Regions from separate parts of the Lactuca sativa genome. Here region 2 is linked to region 1. The links are chromatin contacts, called in public Hi-C maps. All regions are on one chromosome and are shown on one strand. The core of a region is the stretch at or near the end of the contact, and the rest is flanking DNA. Distances in the headings are between cores, read along the strand shown.

Region 1 (6,466 bases), core at 1,542-4,041:
AATGAACTACTGGAAGCAAGTGTTTTTCATCAAGCTTGTAGATGACTAAACATCCTCTTAAATCCAGTGTAGCAATGTATTCTCCTTGTGGTGAGAATACAACTTTTGGACATGACATTTGATCTGTATAACCTTTTGTTTTGGTATATAGACCTTCAAACTCAGCAGAAGCCAGTTGCTGTAAGCCTGATTGTCTACACCATTGCCAAAGAGTAATACTGTAAGGTCCTGGAAGAGATAAAAAAAGTAGATGAGCAATTTTTGTAATTCAATCTCAGTTATAAACAGGAATAATCAATCAAGATTCAAGACAGATATTGAATGTTACCAATGCTAAGGCTGGAGGTTGATGTGATGCTAACAGCACTACTAACTACAGCAAACAATGAGTTATCTGGATGGGACCCACAACAAGAAATGTTTTGAGGGAATTGCTTTTGTAACAATGCACCAACATTTGAGCTGCTAGTTGTGGAAATGGAGGCACTTGGGTCCTGACTAATCTCAATCTCATGAACTGAACCATCTGATGCAAGGATGCTAAACGTACACCTGTGAAAATGTGTTCACTTTAAGAAACATAGACATTCAAAATGATAATAACACTGACAAATTAATCAAACAAGCATGCAAGTAAATGAACACAATTGGTAATATTAAATTAGGTTAGAGATTCAGTTTTGAGACAGAGTCATAGTACTTACAAACAAGACTTTTTCACATCCTTATCGTCATGAATAACAAAACTGATAATTGGCAAAGGCACTTTTAAATGCTGCTTTGTAATTCTGGTTATCTCTTCACCATTTGCTCTTATGAAATAAAGGGTATCGGTATTATCAAAAATTCCTAGAACACCATGATCTTCTGACCAGGCTCCAAACGTGTATGTGATAGGGTAGCTGCCTGGTTTCACAGAGCTTAATTAGTCGTGTGTCGTTAAGCTCTCTTTTATGAAAGAGAAAAGATCCACAATCATATATATAATAATGGTATTAAAGTAAACTATAAGATATAATGACAAGCATTTAGGAATCTTACAAGTGAATATCCCACAAGGCTCTTGGTAATTATCATCTCTCTGTAGAATAGTTATCTCGTTTCCAACTGCTATAGCCACATGTTCGCCACTTGGCGAAACAAACATCGATATCCATTTGCTCAATTTCTGTGGATATTTACTTGTGGCCCATTTTTCTCTAAACTCATTCAGACCTTCATGGTATAGTAGAAGCAATAAAGGTATAAGAAGAGAATAGTTATCATATTTAACCAATAAAAAAAAGCAAAATCATATCCATTGTAGATCATCTTGAGAAACTCACATCACATGTAAGATAACACATAAACTTATTATCTCTCCTCTGATCTAAATATAAAGCATTATAACTGGCAAGGGACAGTGACAGATCAACTTTTCATATGTTTACAGTAATTATTTTTTAGCTACAAAAGCTGCAGCATGGAAAACATCAGTTTGACTTTAGTGATAGGAACAAATAGTGATACATGTCTCATTGCTTCTAAGTTGACTAAAATACGATAAAGAAAACACAAGACCGTAACATACTTATTATCTCTCATCTGATCTAAATATAAAGCATTATAACTGGCAATGGAACTAGAGAGTGCAATGCTACTTTCATGACCCTTCTATCCATTAAAATGATATAATCCCACAGAATCACATCTCACCATAGTGCCATCACTCATCTCCAACACATGGACAAATCTGTTGTTTTCCAAGTGCTTGCTACAGATAATTTATACAGCAGCTTATCCTAACCTTTCACTTCATCAGAGATATACTGAAATACATAACATATTTTCTAGTTTTGCCTACTATCTAAAATAACTTGGTGGTCTACAATAGGGGTAAAAGGCCAAAGACACGCATGCTAATGGAACCTTCTAGAAACTACTAATAATAACTAGTTCGCACAAACCGATACCTATCAAGTCCCTTAAACCAAGTGGTTGTGAGTTCAAGACCTTTCAGCAATTAAAGAAAGAAAATAACTACGAGTTCTTCAAGTTGTGTGAATGATTTTGATCCTATATGACCAGATCCCTCTGTTCCCAACAAGGACCTAGGCATCGATTTTACAAACGTAGCACATATCAATGCAGAATTAGTTTTTTAATCTTGCTGTACATCTTATATAATTCTACATGAAGTAGTTAATATCAAGTGGAATGTAATTAGCAGAACTTCATTAATAAGTTTATACTACACGTCAATTTCGAAGTTGAAAATCAACTCCTATGACGCCCAAAGTCCAAGTGCAGCGAAGCAATCAGGATTTCAATGGATACGCAGGTAAATCAAATACTACATAATCAGCCAATTTGAATTACTAAATGCAGTTAAGAGAAAAGGCAAAGATCGGAATGCACCTTGCGCCGAAAGAAACCTGAGGAAACCTCCTTTAGTGGCTTCATTTAGCTGAAATTCCAATTTGAAAACTTTTATTAAAATCATGAACTAACAAACAATGATCATTGTTAAGGAAACTGAACCTGGTGATGAACAGGGGGGTAATTTGGAGAGTAAGGTCTAGACGCGTGATGACGAGTCTCGTAGAGAACTTGAGGAATTGTTCTTGTTTCCTCCTCAATTTCCATTATAGAGTATATGAACAACTTGCTACTGCTACTGGTATTGCTGCTCTACAGAATCAAAATCTGGTGGTTTTACCCTGGAGATCTTACGAAGAAAAATGTCGTACGGGACACGAAGACGATTCCATTGAAACAGAAAACCGGGTCAGAATCACATGATACCGTTTGGGGTTTTTTTTTTCTCCTTTAGTCGGTATGAGAGTGCGGACCCAAAACTGTGCACAGATCCGATCCACTATAACGTGGCCCATGACAGTATTTTGGGCCATCTTTTCATTTATTAGCCTATTCATGGTCAAATTACTAAAGTGTGTCTCCACGTAATACCAAAAAAAAACCCTAATTATTTACCTGTTGTTCATCGGAGGGTCATCTCTTTAATCGTATCCGAACAGTGCCTCCACGTAATACCAAATATTTAGACGACCACGCAGCCACTGTGCACCATTTTTTCTTCCTTAGGATTTGAACGCAGATCGATCTTCTTACAAGTATCCCTCTTTTTGTCTATTAAGAAATCAGAATGTATAATGGATTTTTTCCATCGATGTAATTAAAGATACTTATTAGCCCGTGTAGTTTTAACACACATGGTAATCTAATTAGAATTAGAATTTGTAAATATAAATTTTAATTCAGAAAATTTATATGATTCATTAGTAACGTGTTGTTTTTCGATAACAGTTAAAACTTTAAAAAATTAATTATTAAAAGTTAATAAATTAAATAGTCGTCAGCAACTAATATGGTTTTTTTTAGTTGTTTTATAAATGTCAGATTTAGCAATACTAAAACCAAAAAATATTATGTTGTAATTAATTTCTTAAATAAAAAATCTGCAATTTATGGCACATACACAATCGCTTATTAATGGCTTGTTCATGTATCTTTCATACGGTTTTTTTAGTTGTTTTATAAATGTCATATTTAGCAATACTAAAACCAAAAAACATTATGTTATAACTAATTTCTTAAACAAAAAATCTACAATATACGACATATACACAATCACTTATTCATGCATCTTTCGGTGTGAGTCCTAAATAAATTTAGTAAATAACTAATTAGATGTACGTTAAGTTCACACATTTATTCATCATAAATACATATTAGTGGTACCTCGTATTCTGGTAACATTCATGCAAGTAACTATCAAAGATTTTGACAATTTGTATGTTGTCTTAACTATATTTTGAAATAGATAATGATTAAAATTGTTCATTTTAGATAGAGATGGTAGATTTATAAACAAAACTTTCAATATTATATATAGAGAATTTTTTAGAAGTTTATAAACAATTTGTATATTTTAATTTTTTATATCTTTTTTTTTAAATTTTAAGTATATCGCACTCCATTCATCATTTAATTTGTAATTTAGTGAGTTTTGTTTATGTATGTTATATTTATCGGATAACAATGTCATTTCTATGATTGATTGTGTTTTTTTCACTCTATTCAAATTCATATTGTATGATATAAAATCATAATTTTATCAAATCACTACACATATAAAACAAACGTTCAAATTTATATTGTATCATATAAGATCATAATTTTATCAAATGTCTGCATATTAAACCATGTAAACACTAAAGAAACAATATAATCCAAGATAAAACAACTTCACCCAAACACATACCACATTCGGACATGTACAGTCTCCAAAACCTTAAAATTTTAAAAAATATAATTTCTATTTCTCGCAAAATATTAAGATATTATGTCATTCTATAACCCATGAACTCGAATCTTCAAAGAGAATTTATTGGTAAACCAACAAAATCCCAAAATTGACATCTTATTAAAAATTAAAAAATTAAAAAAAAAAAAAAAAAAAAAAAAAAGTGAGAGGTGATTAAAGATCCGGCATGCCCTTCCCGGTTTTCACATCATACGTCTTCTCCACCACCAGCCCCATAGGAGTATCCTTTGGACCAGCTGTTGTTAAAAACACAATGAGAAAAATTCTAAGAAATGCTATTGTGATTTATGACATAAACAACAAAATAAATGAGATATTACCAATTGTTGGGCGTGGAGTAGCTCTAATTTTCAAAATTTCAGGACGAGGGATGATTGACCCTGATGCCCCTATGCCTCTTGAAACTCTGACTTTACTTCCATCTTCTTGATACCTTATCCCAACCTTACATGGCTGCCTACAATTTAAAATACATATATATCATCATCATCTTACACAAGTGTTAAATGGAAATAAAAAAAAAATGTAAAAAATATTACTACTTTGTCACAGGATCGACAATTTGAACATTTGAGACATGTAGAGGAGCTTCTACAGTAAAAATCCCACCTTCATGCCCTTGCCCTTGCTTTATATGCTTCTTTACCTGCAAATAACACCAAATTCAGATTGAAAGTTTGGTTATGTAATATCTAATATGTATATATGCATTAACAATCATTGTTAGCAAACATAAAAGAAACTGGGATTGGATTTGGGAGACTATTTACCAAGTTCTTTCCCTCAACAATAACACGATTCTGGGAGCGAATCACGCGTTTAACTGTTCCACTTTCCCCTCTATCTTTGCCCCTAATAATCATTACCTGCAATGCAATAAAGAATAATCATTTACACTTACACATGAGCAAAAAAGTAAAAGTTTTCTTAATTCTTATACATTATCTCCTCTCAAAATCTTCCAGTGATGTATGAGCTTCTGAGCTGCTTTCCATCCCATTGTATGCTATTGCTAGTCTGAAATCAATATTCAACAAGATGCCATTTAAGTTACTACTGAAATAAAACTTATTTACAAGTTTCTATTAGCAAGTCAACAATTTCACCATAAAAGCATGCCCAAAATTCTTCTAATATTTTCATTATTATGCTTGGGTTAAATATATTTATGAATTGAATAGCAAGCAGTCTGTTTTAAGGTTGTAAGCAAATTGACACCGTTGTAATTCAATGTATTGTCATTTGAGGTCAATATAAGAGCAGTGTAACAGGTTCACATTTGAAATTAGACTGTCATTTTTAGTCATCAAATGAGTTCAAGGTCTTTTCCCCTTTGTTTTTAGCATTATAGACATCAAATTAATTCAATGTATTGTCATATGTTCAGACAAAACAATAGAACGATAACCATTGCTTGGCTAGATTTCACAAAGTAAAAAAACCACATATAATATAAAACTAAATTAACCCCAAAACTTAGGTTAGATAGTTTAGGGTATATACAAAAACATACAATACATCAGAAGAATTAGATCAAACAATTTAGAAAAAACATGAATTTGGTTATACTTACCTGAAACTTGAGAGGCGGAAAGACTAGTGCAGATGAGTGAGAGGCCGAGAAAGATGATGAAATTCAAGGTGCAGCGATATTGTCGAGACTCCAGAGTCTAGAGTAGGGAGGCGATAGTGAAGGAACCCACCGGCCACCACACTTGAAGGCTTTTTATTTTATTTTTTCTTTTTTATTTGCGAAAACTGCAAAGTTGGTCCTTCGTTTTCTAAAAATTACGGATGAAGTCTAAAATTGTAAAAAATTGGTTCTTTATTTTCTAAAAATTATGGACGAGGTCTAAAATTGTATAAAAATGGTTCTTCATTTTCTAAAAATTATGATGTCTAAAATCTTTTCAAATTCTGTCAATGAGCCTTTTTTGATACTTTTAACTAAATAAAAGACTAAAAAAAAGTGAGAATTAAAATTAAAAGATTACATAAATAGTCCCTATGGTTTATAAAAAGTTACAACTTTAGTCCATATAATTTTTTTTATTCAAATGCTCTTTATGGTTTCTAAACTTGCATGAATAATCTATTTGATTTCTAAAACTTGCATCAATAGTTTCTAAGCTACATGAA
Region 2 (6,466 bases), core at 1,944-4,443, 210 kb after region 1:
CCCATAGAAACCGACCCATCCAACCCGAGAAACCGACCCATAGTTGATTGTTTTTTGGTTTTAATAGACTATTTCGGGCTTTGGTTGTAACTTGTAATAGACTATTTGTTGTAAGAATCATGTTTTTTGAAATATTTAACTTAAATTTGGTGTTTTTTCAAGTATTTAAGTTGTTGCTTCATTTATGGAAAATGGATTAAAACCCAAAACCCGTGAATATATGGGTTGAACCCAAGAAACCGAAAACCGCCCAAACCGACCTCAGAACCCGAGAAACCGAACCGACCAGAAACCAATCCTATTGGGTTCTGAAAACCAGAAACTGACCATTTATGGGTTGGGTTGGGTTTGGGTCCAAAACCGATCCATGCACAACCCTAAGTTTTAGGATGTTTCACCACCACTAACCACTATAGTGGTGGGTGTCACATCATCATCATATCCAACCACTCAAAAGTTGGGATACCCACTACTATATCCCTCTTATTTTTATTTTTTAATTAAAAGTTATATGTATTTTATTGGAGAGAGAGAGAGAGAGAGAGAGAGAGAGAGAAGCTTATTAGATATGGTAGCTTGTTCTCTCCACCACAAAAATGCTTGATCAATGGCCATCACTAAACATCGGGATGATGTTTACTATAGTGGTTCGTGGCCACCTAGATCACGAAGGGCTTCATGATACCCATTGTGGATGACCTTATCAAAATAAAACACCTAGAAAAGTTACATGCATAATTATAACCTTGACAACATCATTCGATGTTATACACTAACTGTCACCGATTAGAGTGACTAAACGAACATAATTAAACAAGTTCAATGATCAATGATAGCTTAAACAAAATATAATGACCAAAATAAAACACTCGGGAAAATTCAGTCACTAAAAATGACATAAACCCATATAAATATTATTAACAACCATACAACCTTATAGAATATCTTACTCATAAATCTTTTGTGAAGATCGTGATCATATTTTTATAGCAATATCATAAGATCATATGATTCTACAACCACAACCGAATTACGATTTTAACAACATTAGTAAATGATATCATAATCACTCATTTTTTTGGAGTTTAACATTGAAAAACTAATGACCTATTGGTTGTTGACGAGGATATATTCCTAGATGACCTAGTGGCCTAGTCCAAATCATGCCCAAGACATAAAAGGGTTGGATATTAGAAAGAAAGATTTACAAAGTACTATGATGTTTTAACGTATTGCCAAGAGTCAAACCGCAAACCCTCTCTCCTGTATCCTCGAATAACATGGAAGTCGTAGTAGACCTCCGTAAAACCCATTTGATAAACTAAAAACAAATAACAAATTCCCTCATCCTGCAAAATCCATATATAACTTTGTATAAAAATTTGATGAAAAAAATCTGATTATTGGGTCTTTTCAGTAACAATCAATAAGATCTTACAAAAATAAAGCATTGACGTTTGTAAAAGAGTAAATTACACGAATGGTCCCTATGGTTTTGGGTACTTTGCACGTTTGGTCCCTAACTTATTTTCTTAATTCAGAAAGATGCCTACTGTTTGTTTTTGTTACGTGTTTGGTCCCTATCTTACCTAAAAAGACTATTATGCCATTGATTTTTTAATTTATTTAAATAAACACACCCCTAATGCCACCCCTCACCTTACCTCACCTACCTCATCATTTTTCCCTCTTTAAATAATAGTCTTTTTAGGTAAGTCAATGACCAAATACGTAACAAAAATAAATAGTAGGGACCAAACGTATAACAAAAACAAACCATAGGGACCTTTCGAGTTAAAAAAATAAGTTAGGGACCAAACACGCAAATTACCCAAACCATAGGGACCATTCGTGTAATTTACTCTAATAAAAGTTGTCAAACAAATTTAGGAAATAGGAAGCGGTCAAGCAGAGAAAAAAACAAAATGGAGGGAAAAGTCTTGTTTCTTCTTTCTTTCGTTCTTCATGAAGAAGCCGCGTCAAAATTATTAAATATTTTATTAGTTATAGGACTTCGAACTAGAAGTCGTTCGTCTTCGTTCCCACTTGTTTTACTAAATTTAAGATCAGAATTCGACTCCCTTTCACTCTCTTCTCTTCTCCAGCTCATCATTCCTGCCGGATGTTCACAATCGGAGCCAATCTTATACTTACTGTTCGGAGCTGCTTCATCAGGTAAGTGCGTCAAATAGTATACGACCTTAATTACTCATTCGATTATAGTTTCATTTCTCCGATTACATGGATGTTTGTGTGTGTATATGTTTCTAGCTATTGAAATTGAATCTGTGATATTATGGATCCTAACAAAGTTACTGAAACCTGCAATACAAGTTGGACATTATTATGAAACGATAGAATTAAGAATTTTATTTGGATCTTTTGGTGGTTTTCATGATGAATGTGTTTATAGTTTCAAAAGCATGGATAAACTATCGACAGATAACACCAAACCGAAGGAAATCCCTAATTTCTTTTGAGTCTGAAATTGGGGCACAAATCACAATACAATGGAATTTTGTCGGTGGTTTTCATGATTGAGGAATGTTACGAAACAACATAATTAAAAGAGTTTTCTTGATGTATGTTTATTATTTAACTTCTTTGTATGAAAAGGTCTCCTTTCGATTTATCAGAAGTGAAATAAGCTTAAGTGGCGTTTGGGATTGTTTATTTGAAACGATTATTGACTTATTTCGGTTTTAGCACCGACAATAAAGAGTTTTGTGTTTGAATAAAAAGATTACATAAACAGTTATTAACTTAAATAAAAAGTTTTTCATAAGTTATTACTTACACATAAAAGAAGATTTTGTCAGACACTAAAACTAACTTAGTTAACTTATCACTTATTTCGTTTTAAGAATAACTTTTTTCTAAAACTCCGTTTTGACTCGACATCATATAAGTTAATAAGCACCACAAACACCTTAATCCTTGAACTATATTTTTTGTTCCAAAAAAAGTTATAAGAGTGCTCATGATTACATTTGCTTTGAAAGAAACTTTACTTCGACAAGATGCTTGATAAGTACATTGCTATTATTGGTAAATAATTAGATTCATGTTATAGATAAGGAATTATAAATACATTGCTATTTAATACAAGTTTGCTGGATGCAGGATCGCAGGTTATGGTCTGGAATCTACAACTACTTACAAGTTGCAATTCTCTTGAAAACATTCCAAAATCATGAGTTCAAATGGACCAGATCCAGACACTCTTTCATGGGCTATCTCCACAACACTTAAGACACTTCATGCCACAAAATCCACCCAAATTCAAAAGGAAAATTTCAACAAGCTTTCATCTTACTTGGAGAAAATAACTCACATTCTACAAGAACTCACAAACTTTGAGATCAATGACTCCGGAAGCTTAAAAAACGCTATTCATGTTCTTACTAAACACGTTTCAGAAGCTAACAATCTCGCTCTCGAATGCACCAACAGGAACAAAATCTACCTCTTGCTAAACTCAAAAAAACTCGTTAAAACCTTAGAAAATATCACGAAAGAGATGGCAAATGCTCTAAACCTTCTTCCTAATTTCATCTCCTTCAATGGCCTCAGCCAAGACATCATCAAGCTATCCAACATCATGATGGAACCAAAGTATCAGGAAACAGTAAGAGAAGATGAAATCAAAGAGAGAATCGAATCAGGGATAAGAGAGAGAAACGTCGACAGAGCTTACGCCAACAGTTTACTCGTCTCCATTGCTGACGTCATCGGGATCTCCACAGAGCAGTCGGTGTTGCGACAGGAATATGAAGAATTCAAAAACGAAATGGAAACTGTGGGTCCGGCAGAAGACGTGGCGGAGGTTTTACAAGTCGAACAGATCGTGGCGTTGTTAGGGAAAGCCGATATCATCGCAACTCTAGAAGAACGTGAAAAGAAGTATTTTAGTAAGAGAAACTCGTTAGGGCGGCAACCGTTAGAACCGCTTCAATCGTTTTACTGTCCAATCACTGGCGACGTGATGGAAGATCCGGTGGAAACGCCGTCGGGGCATAGCTTTGAGAGGTACGCGATTGAGAAGTGGTTGGCAGAAGGGAATAATGGTTGTCCGATTACGAAGACGCCGTTGAAAGCATCGGGCTTGAGGACTAATAAGACGCTTCGTCAATCGATTGAAGAGTGGAGAGATAGAAACACGATGATTTTTATTGGTTCTATGAAGTCGCGGATTCTTTCTAATGAGGAGGAAGAAGTGATAGTGTCGTTAGGGAAGCTTCGAGATTTGTGTTTGGAAAGAGAGCTTCATCAAGAATGGCTGATGATGGAAGACTACTTGCCTGTTCTTCTTTCGCTTCTTTCTACCAAGAATTTTAAAATTAGATCGCATGTACTCGTTATTCTTCGCATCCTTGCAACCAACAACGATGACAGGAAGGTATGAATCAATTTAGAATCACATCAAACACCTCTACAGATTTAAAAGTTCATAATCTTTGATCGGTAACTTACAGGAAACCATAGCTAAAACGGATGATGGCATCAAATTGATTGTGTGTTCTCTAGCACGAAAGATCAAAGAAAGTAAGTTGGCATTGCAATTGCTCACGGAATTATCAGAAAATGAGGTGGCAAGAAACATAATTGGGAGTAGTCAAGGTTGCATACTTCTTCTTGTTACCATATCTGGTAGCGATGATCCTCAAGTTGCCAATGACGCCAAAAAACTCTTGGATAATCTCTCTTTTCTTCCTCAAAATATCGTGCAAATGGCCAAAGCTAATTATTTTGAACCTCTACTTCACCTTCTTTCTTCAGGTAAACAATAATGTCTGTAATTAATGTTCAATAGAAATTGATGATGAAAAAACGAATCAACACAGGGTCTGAAACTGTTCAACGGGAAATGGCGGATACATTATCAGAAGTTGAGATGACAGATCATGGAAAACTTACAGTTTGTGAAAGCGGAGCAGTAGAGTCGCTTGTTGCTATGCTTTCTCACGTTGATATAGAGATGAAGAAGGCTGCCATTTTAGCCCTGGAAAAGCTCTCAGGTGTGCCACAAAATGGATTAAAAATGATCAAACAAGGTGCAGTGGATCTGTTGTTTGGAATACTCTTCCGTGAAAGCTTATCAATGCCGATTCTGGTTGAAAAGGTCGTAGCCACAATTATGAACCTGGCGTTATCGTTAACTTCCGGTGAACTAGATCATCAGGAGATACCATTTCTGGAATCGGAAGAAGATGTTTTCAAATTATTCTCTCTCATCTCGTTAAACGGACCAAATGTTCAACAAAGTGTTCTTCGAACGTTCCTTGTAGTTTCTCAATCTCCTTCAGGTTCAAACATCAGGAAAACTTTACGGAAGGTGAGTTTTCCGATTTTCTGTTTATCTCCTTTGATTATATCGTCAATCGGTGTTTATTTGAGGGTTTAATTTCATCAGATTTCTTCGGTTCAAGTACTGGTTCAGTTATGCGAGCACGAAAATCTAGCCGTCCGATCAAACGCCGTGAAGCTGTTCTGTGGTTTGATAAAAGACGGGAGTGAGAATGACGATACATTTCAGGAACACGTTGGGCCTAAATGTGTGGAGACTTTGTTGAGAATCATAACAACTTCGGATAAAGTTGAAGAAGGCGTCGCTTCAATGGAAATCATCTCTAACCTTCCAAAAAACCCTAAAATGACGCGATGGATTCTCGATGCCAGAGCACTCGAATTGATCGTTTCCATCCTCACCAATCGATTTCAGAAACCGGAAATCATGATCGAAAGTGCTTCCGGAGCTCTTAGTCGATTCACCGTTTCATCAAATCCAGATCTGCAAAAAAAAGTAGCGGAAACCGGGATTATCACTACGCTCGTACACTTGCTTGATTCTGGAAGTTCTTTGACTAAACGGAACGTATCAGTTTCACTCCGGCAGTTCTCCGAGAGCTCCAGCAGCTTGACCCGACCCGTGAAGCCGAAATCAAGTTTATTTAGCTGTTGTTTGGCGTCACCGGAGTTAGGATGTACTGTTCACTCCGGAATTTGTGCAATCGATTCCTCGTTTTGTCTTCTCGAGGCTAATGCTGTAAATCCGCTTGCGAAAGTGCTTGATGAAGCTGATGTTGGAGCATGCGATGCTGCTCTTGATGCGTTGTTGACTTTAATCGCCGGTGAGCTGTTGCAGAAGGGTAGTAAGGTGTTGGAAGGTGGTGATGTGATTGCGAAAATGGTGAAATTGTTGAGTTCGGCGGATGTGAGGTTGCAGGAGAAAGCACTTGTTGAGTTGGAGAGAATATTCCGGCTGCCGGAATATAAACAGAAGTATAAATCATCGGCACAGATGCCGTTAGTTGAGATTACACAGAGAGGTAGTAGTGGTATGAAATCTATTGCTGCTAAGATTTTGGCTCATTTGAATGTGCTTAATGAACAATCCTCTTTTTTCTGATCAATTCTGCTCAGGTTTGGTGTATAAATTTAATTTTGAAAATTTATTGATGTATAG

What was found. Hi-C and Micro-C count contacts between places; a contact is called where the count stands out from the background.
Region 2: a Hi-C map of seed shows a contact between it and region 1, with 5 times the contacts expected there. The contact joins the promoter of LOC111920411 here to the promoter of LOC111920408 in region 1. A contact is called at or near these places in 3 of 4 Hi-C or Micro-C datasets (leaf and seed).

What each region holds. Positions count from the first base shown.
Region 1 is chr9:65,932,059-65,938,524 of Lsat_Salinas_v11, forward strand. It overlaps LOC111920408 (MAG2-interacting protein 2), which reads right to left and starts at 2,792. Exons shown (of 12, transcript XM_023915991.3): 1 at 2,521-2,792; 2 at 2,398-2,446; 3 at 1,042-1,215; 4 at 705-906; 5 at 329-552; 6 at 1-228. The coding sequence starts at 2,625. LOC111920409 reads right to left here and starts at 6,053. Exons shown (of 6, transcript XM_023915992.3): 1 at 5,901-6,053; 2 at 5,268-5,344; 3 at 5,098-5,193; 4 at 4,870-4,973; 5 at 4,648-4,784; 6 at 4,229-4,563. The coding sequence starts at 5,327. The coding sequence ends at 4,481.
Region 2 is chr9:66,140,810-66,147,275 of Lsat_Salinas_v11, forward strand. It overlaps LOC111920411 (U-box domain-containing protein 44), which reads left to right and starts at 3,194. Exons shown (of 4, transcript XM_023915993.3): 1 at 3,194-4,399; 2 at 4,476-4,779; 3 at 4,845-5,335; 4 at 5,414-6,466. The coding sequence starts at 3,194. The coding sequence ends at 6,409.